Linked DNA regions of Ovis aries: region 1 is linked to region 2. The links are chromatin contacts, called in public Hi-C maps. All regions are on one chromosome and are shown on one strand. The core of a region is the stretch at or near the end of the contact, and the rest is flanking DNA. Distances in the headings are between cores, read along the strand shown.

The links. Hi-C and Micro-C count contacts between places; a contact is called where the count stands out from the background.
Region 1: a contact with region 2 is called in a Hi-C map of blood, with 5 times the contacts expected there. The contact joins the promoter of ERI1 here to the enhancer-like site in region 2. A contact is called at or near these places in 7 of 16 Hi-C or Micro-C datasets (blood, liver, mesenteric adipose tissue and 4 more).

Annotation. Positions count from the first base shown.
Region 1 is chr26:24,205,054-24,208,530 of ARS-UI_Ramb_v3.0, forward strand. It overlaps ERI1 (exoribonuclease 1), which reads left to right and starts at 1,409. Exons shown (of 7, transcript XM_004021747.5): 1 at 1,409-1,653. The coding sequence starts at 1,546. It overlaps LOC105605187 (a long non-coding RNA gene), which reads right to left and starts at 1,236. Exons shown (of 3, transcript XR_001024822.5): 1 at 1,132-1,236.
Region 2 is chr26:23,974,589-23,978,165 of ARS-UI_Ramb_v3.0, forward strand. No RefSeq gene overlaps it. Among named protein-coding and RNA genes, the nearest start is that of CLDN23, 95 kb to the left of the region's middle. Within about 2 kb of position 1,518, at least 4 of the 54 cell types and tissues checked have an H3K27ac peak or open chromatin away from gene starts, as enhancers often do.

The sequences.
Region 1 (3,477 bases), core at 159-2,658, 230 kb after region 2:
TATAGTCCACTTAGAACGAAGCAGGTGATTTCAAAAGTGAAAAATCGGTGGTAGATTTCCAATTGCGTCCCTTTTGCCGTTAGGGAATTATATGTCCTCACCCACTGCCATGTGCCTAGAAGTGATCCTATTCTCATCAGTTATTTTTATAATAATGAAGAATAACAAACCACCCCATTGGCTTACAATAAGCGTTTAATTCTCCTATAGTCTGCAAGTCAGCTGGGATGGTGCTGCTTCAGGATGTGGCCTTCCTGGACTTGTTTGTCTGCAAAAGTCTGTGTTTCATCCGGTGGAGTATAGAATTCCAAGCTGACAGTTTTGTTTTGCATTTTAAAGTTGTCATTTCATTTTCTTTTGGCTTGCACAGTTTCTAATGACAAATCTATGAAAACTTACCATTATTTCTCTGTGCATAATGTGCCTTTTTTCACTAGCTGCTTTTAAGATTTTCTCTTTAAGCTTTTGATGGGTCTACAATAGCTTTTCCTTTAGACCCCAAAGTCTAGGGCTAGTCACTACTAAGGCATGACACTTCGGGGGTCTCTATTGCATATTCCATTCAACAACTGTATTCAACAGTCTCCCCACTCTGGCTCCATGGAACACAAATGATTCCTAGTCCTGTGAGTTCTGAAAATTGTTTGGCTTACTGTTTCCCCATGATTGTTCTTTCCTGGCCTTGAGGAATAGTCACAGAACATATTCACTGATTTTTATTCAGTTAAAGATGCGGATTTTTAAAGCTTTTTCTCCATGAATTCGGCCTCATAAATTCCACCCAATTCGGTCTCCCAAAAATCCAATCCCCGTCTACCCCATTCGGTAAGACCTGTCTTCTCAGGGAGACTCTAGGCTCTGCTTAAGTTCCCCTTGCACTTGCAAACTGGAAACTGCTTCTGGACAGAGAGCCAGGGTCATAACCTGGCTCATCTCATTTGTTTCTCTTCTTTCAGGTAAAAGGACTGGAACTGCCTGCCGTCCGATGTCTGAAAACAGTTATTTTCACATACTTTGCTCAGTTTCTTAATAAGTCCAGACCTATTTCTTCTTGTCTGCCCTACGGAAAACGCAGATTGTTTTATAAATGTTATTTTCTGTGGTTAAAATTCACCTCTCTCTAGGGCATACCTCGTTGACGTCTCAGGAGATGGTGATGGATCATTTCCTTTGGTGGTCTCCAGGGACCAGAGCTCGGAACCTGGCGTAGCCTCCACTCTGCGCCGTCAGCGTTTTGATTCTCCCGCGCGCGCCTCCCTCCCGCTTGGCTCCTCCCATCTTTCTTCTTGCCCCTCCCTCCTCGCTTCTCCAGCCCCCGTCAACGGAAGCCCTCGCGTTCCGGGCGCCGCTCACTGCGCCTGCGCGGCGTCTGGACGCTTCACGTTCCCGGAAGTGGGAGGTGCCCGCTGGAGTTTGTGTGGTCGCCGCCGCGGGAACGCGAGCCCGGTAATTTTTCAACCGAGAAAGACGAGGTTTTCGGGCTTGGCCGGGTGAGACTGAGGGAGTGGAGGGCTCCAGCAGCTCTCTTCTGACGTGACACGCGACATGGAGGATGAGCAGACCCTCCAGCCTGGCGACGAGGCCGTGGCTCCCGCGCGGCGCGCGTCTCCTGGGTCGGAGTGCGGGGACGAAGCCCAGCGTCCGAATCCTGAGGTGAGAATCCCCCCGCGCGCCCCTGAATTAAGAGGGTTTCCTGCGGGAACCGCAGCCCGTGCGCCCTGGGACCCTAGCCCCGGCCACCTTCCCTGGCCTCAACTCCGGGAGCCGTTCTCTGGGGGTCGTTGTCATTGAGCCCTTTCTAGTCCCAGGTACCGTCTGGAAGTAAGTCAACAGCCAGACGAACTGAGGTTTTAGACGTTCTGAGTGGGAATTCTGCTCTAAACTTTCTGAGTTAACAATCGGTTACACTTTGCTATCGTCATTCCGGGTAGCCCTAGTCTGTAATTGGCAGTTTATGTTTGTAAAAATCTCACCCTAGCTCTAAGTGTATCACTCCTTAAGACCTTTAAGGCCATCTCCCAGCCTTGGCGGAAGGTAACTGTGCCTGTTGGCTGGAACTTCGTCTCTGGTTTTTGGACCATTTTACTCCTGCTTCGTATAAACATAATGTATGAATGATGTTGTTAATGATTTTGACAGCTCAGTGGTAGATCCTACGGTGACAAAGTTGTAAAGACGGTCTTAAAACGTCTTTAATCATCTTCTTTAATAGGTATAATTATTGTTGACTAGCTGCAGACTGTAAATAATACCAAAACTGGTCATTTTCTATTAATAATATACGAATACTGAGTGCCTCGTAGTGTGGGTAGTTGAAGGAGGCGTCCAGACTTTTGCTCTTTCCACCTACAGCCAATTCTCCACATAGCAGCTGGAATAATCTTCAGTAACATGAATCTGACTGGGTTTCTCCCCTCCTGAATCTTCAGTTTGCTGGCCCCAGGACTTGGCTCCTTCCTTCATTGTTAGCTGTACCTCCTCCCTTTTGCTCTCAGTGGCCACCATCCTTGGTGTTACGGTGGGTGGTCTTTCTTGTTAAAGGTCTTTTATGTGCTTTCTTTGCCCTGAGTCTTTGAACAGTTATCTGGTTCACCTTACGATGCTGCTTTCAAAGAGGTCTCCATATCTCTTCTCTCTAAAGAACCATTTCTACTCCACCATCCTTCTTCAGTTTAAGATACTGTCAATAACATCGTCATATGAGTTGGTACAAAAATAATTTTTTAAAGTTTATGTTTAATGAGAGTAGCATGATTGAATGCACTTTACTTTATTTAAATGTCTTAAAACTTTGAGCTAAAAAGAAAACAAACAAACTTTGAGCTATTAGTGACTCAAGGCCTGAATCTGTGTTCCTGGTTGGTTTTAGTGACTCATATTTGTTAAAAACCTGTTGTTGGATGCTTTTAATAAATGATGATAAAGTCCTTTTGTTTTCAGGCTTAAGTAAGCAAGTTTGGATTTCAGCTAAGTAAAATTTCATTATCCCTTATATCAACAAAAGTGTTTTCATAATTGAATAGGTTTTTAATGAAGTAGCTTCAAATTTCATCAGAACTCTTCTTTGGGAAGGATTTTAATCAAGTTTAATTCTGCTTTTAATTTCTTTAATGTGTAGATTCAGAGGCTTTTTTTTTTTTAAAAAAATAGGTAATGTGCAGGGGTGTTTTGGGCAATAAAATAATGGAAATGTTTCCAAAACATCTATTTCCTAAATGTTCTTGCCACAGAAAAGGTTTCTTTTGATCATGGTTGCTTCCATATTGTAAAGATTCTCTCATTTGAGATAACATAACCTATGTAACCATTTACTGGGACATGTGAAAATTGCAAAATGTCACAGTATCATGAAGTTGAATATTCCTTCCTATACGGTGGAGTCTGTCCTTACTTTGCTCATTGTATGGCTGATACTTTATGGCATTGGACAGATGGACTCAGACATTGGGGAGGGTGCCATTGTCAATCCGTGTATTA
Region 2 (3,577 bases), core at 268-2,767:
TCACACTGTGGGGGAGAACCTCCCCTCAGTACTTCCTCCTCCTCTGTGATTTAGATAATTTTTCTTTTTAGTATTTTTGCTTTCCCTTTGCTCCCATTACCCTTTCCTCCTCTTTCATTTACGCATAGTTGGTTCATTCGGTGGGACAAGACTAGCCAGAAGTGGCTAGTGTAGTGAGCAGGGCACTTCATCTCTTGCTAAAAAGGTCCACGTCTTTATCATTTTTAGACCTTGAATTGTCCTGTCTCCTGGCAGAAAATAAGCCCACATTTGGCACCTGTGCCCAGCAAAGCTCGAACAGATAACTCCTTTAGCCGTGGATCTGATTCTCTCCTTAAGGCTCACGTTTTATTACCCCGCATGCAGGCCATTTCCCGCGTGGTAATCGAGACCATTCAGGGCAGTCCCCAGCCTGGTTTCTAGTGTCACAGCTCATTGTTTCTGCCTCATGGACATTCTTCCCTGTGGCCAAAGTGCCCTGCTTGTTCCTTCGAAAATCCTCCAGTCTATGCTTTCAGGCCTTGATTCATCTTTCCCTGTCTTCTCCCTCTGTCCAGAGTCTATACACACTTCACGGTCACCTTAGGTGCTCCGCCAGGAAGCTGTCCCTGGTCCTCCTTGCTTTTGTTCCCTGGAACCCACAGCTGCTGCTTCACTGACGCTTCCAAATATAATCCTTTGCCTCCACCGCGACCCTGGGAAGCCGTCAAGTGCAGAGACTCACTCTGCGTCTCTTTGAGCCACATCTCCCAGCCAAGTGCCCAGCACACGTGTGCCCAGTAGGCAACAGTTGTGTGAATGAATTAATATCCCAGTAGAAATACAGAAGTGAAGAAGTGGGGAAGCAAGGTTGAAGACACCTGCCCCCGATATACGGTTAGGGCTCAGTGACATTAAAATCACACTAAAGAGACTGGAGATGTGGATTAGGAGAACCGCAAGGTGGCCTTCAAATCACGTTTATCTCACCTGTACATTTTTATTATCTTAAATGTATGTCATGAGATGGGGTCCATGATGGAGAGAGTGGGGTTCTGAGATGGACGATAGGGTTATGCCTTCAGTTTGGGCATCTGTGAGATATCAGGATGGAATGCTTGAAGATCTGTTTGCTGAGGACCCTGTCAGCCTCTGAGGGAAGAGTGACAAGAACTTCAGGATGTTTGATAGGATGTTGGATATCCTGATTAACATTTATAAGGTAGGCCTGTAGGTCTCTCCTCTGCTCTGGAGTTGGGGTGATAATTTCAGTGGAGGACAAAAATCCTGCCTTTGGCCCAACTCCTGGGACTTTATCTTAAAGGCCTTAGAATGGGAGAGAAGAGTCAAATTACTTACTGGAAGACTAATTAGTTGAAAATGCTGGTGGGTAAAGAATTTCCGTATCTGACTAGCACCCTGAAGCAAAAAACAGCTGCAGGGAACATGGCAATTGCAAGCTGTCACCACAAGATGACGCAGCAGACCACAAAATTCTCAGCAGGCCCAGGCCAACAAGACGGTGACAGGGAGCATAGCAGTTGCAAATTTTACCCGCAAGATGGCGCAGCAGACCGCAAAATTCTCAGCAGGCCCGACAGTGGCAGGGAGCATAGCAATTGCAAGCTTTAACCACCAGATGGCGTAGGAGACCACAAAATTCTCCACAAGCCAAGTTTGTAAACCCACCCCTTTAAGTTCTTCTGCCCAAAGAGGAGTTTCAGTTTAGTTCAGTTTAGTTCAGTCACTCAGTCGTGTCCGACTCTTTGCGACCCGGTGAATCGCAGAACGCCAGGCCTCCCCGTCCATCACCAACTCCCGGAGTTCATTCAGATCATGTCCATTGAGTCAGTGATGCCATCAAGCCATCTCACCCTCGGTCGTCCCCTTCTCCTCCTGCCCCCAGTCCCTCCCAGCATCAGAGTCTTTTCCAAGGAGTCAGCTCTTCGCATGAGGTGGCCAAAGTACTGGAGCTTCAGCTTTAGCATCATTCCTTCCAAAGAAATCCCAGGGCTGATCTCCTTTAGAATGGACTGGTTAGATCTTGCAGTCCAAGGGACTCTCAAGAGTCTTCTCCAAATTTGAACACCACAGTTCAAATTTGGTAACCCCAAAAATTTATCTGGAGGAGGGATCAGAATTAGACACCCTTGAGATTGTTGCCCAGTGTTTTAATTTCACCACTCTCCCAATTTTTCCTTAAAAAATACTTCCAGAAAATATAGTTCTGATAGAACTGGCTCTTGAGAGCCAAGTGCTAAATTTTCAGGAATTAACATTTTTAAAATTAGAATTAGGTTATATAAATTTTCAATTAAGTAGGCTATATTAAATACTCAAAACTTAGTTATCTATTTTTTTGACATTTTACTGTCTTTGTGCTTTTTGAGGGTATATTGTATCTTTATAAATTAGGTAATGAGACTGTATTACACATCTCCTGGTAATTTGAAATTAACCATTTGGAACTTGGCCATGGAAACTGGCAAATGCTACACCTTAGCTTTTCGGAGAGCTGGATGGTAAGCATTTACCAAATACCAGTGGGTGAGGGAAAGGAGAGCTAGCCCATGTATGATGCCAGGAGTCAAGGAAAAGGAGCTTGAAATTACAATTTGCCTCTGATGCTAATTCAGACAGAACAAAATACAATAACTTAAAAGCTCATGCTCGACAGTCAGAATCAAGGCTTTGAATCTGTGCTCTGCCATTTATTACCTGTATCCCTTAGGCGGTTGACTCTCGGTGCTTATTTATTCTTCCCAACCCAGGGATTGAACCCAGGTCTCCCACATTGTAGGCAGACGCTTTACCATCTGAGCCACCAGGGAAGAGCCCTATTTATCTGTAAAGAGAACGTAACAGTACCTCCTTCATAAGATTACCGAAAGGATTAAACGAGCCAACATATATGTCACCTTAAATAGCTCTGTGTGTGTGTTCAGTCACTCAGGCATGTCCGACTCTTTGTGGCCCCATGGACTGTAACAGCCTGCCAGACTTCTCTGCCCATGGAATTTTCCAGGCAAGAATACCGGAGTGGGTAGCCATTTCCCACTTCAGGAGATCTTCCCAACCCAGGGTAAATACCAGTAGCTCTATGGGTTGGTTATTCTGTTTGTTGAAAGGCGATGAGATTATGAATACTCATGAGAGAAGGAATGTTGATGCAAACAGCAGAGATACATTTGAATTCTAAGACCCCAAAGCTGTATATTTTCCAATTGTGTTAGATGTTTACATTTAATTTCACATCATGATTTCCATTTATTTTCTGTAAATAGATTAAATATAATGCCACATTTCAAGACAGAATAATGTTTACTGTCATACGTCTCTTTTTTTGACATTTGGGAAGTTAAAATTTCCAAAGTTTAGTTTGAAAGACTATCTTGATGTCCTAAGCATTTTGTAAATAATCAGAGAATACGTTGAATTTTCCCAAAGAGCATGCCATTTTACCGCAGAGTATATCTTGGGTTGTCCCTGTCAAGCTGAGAGGTTGCTCAGAAATCGAGTTAATAGAAAACCCACGTCTAATTCCTCTAATGAGGGGTTAAGAATTTGTCTCCATACTCAAATGGTGGCAACCTTTGTG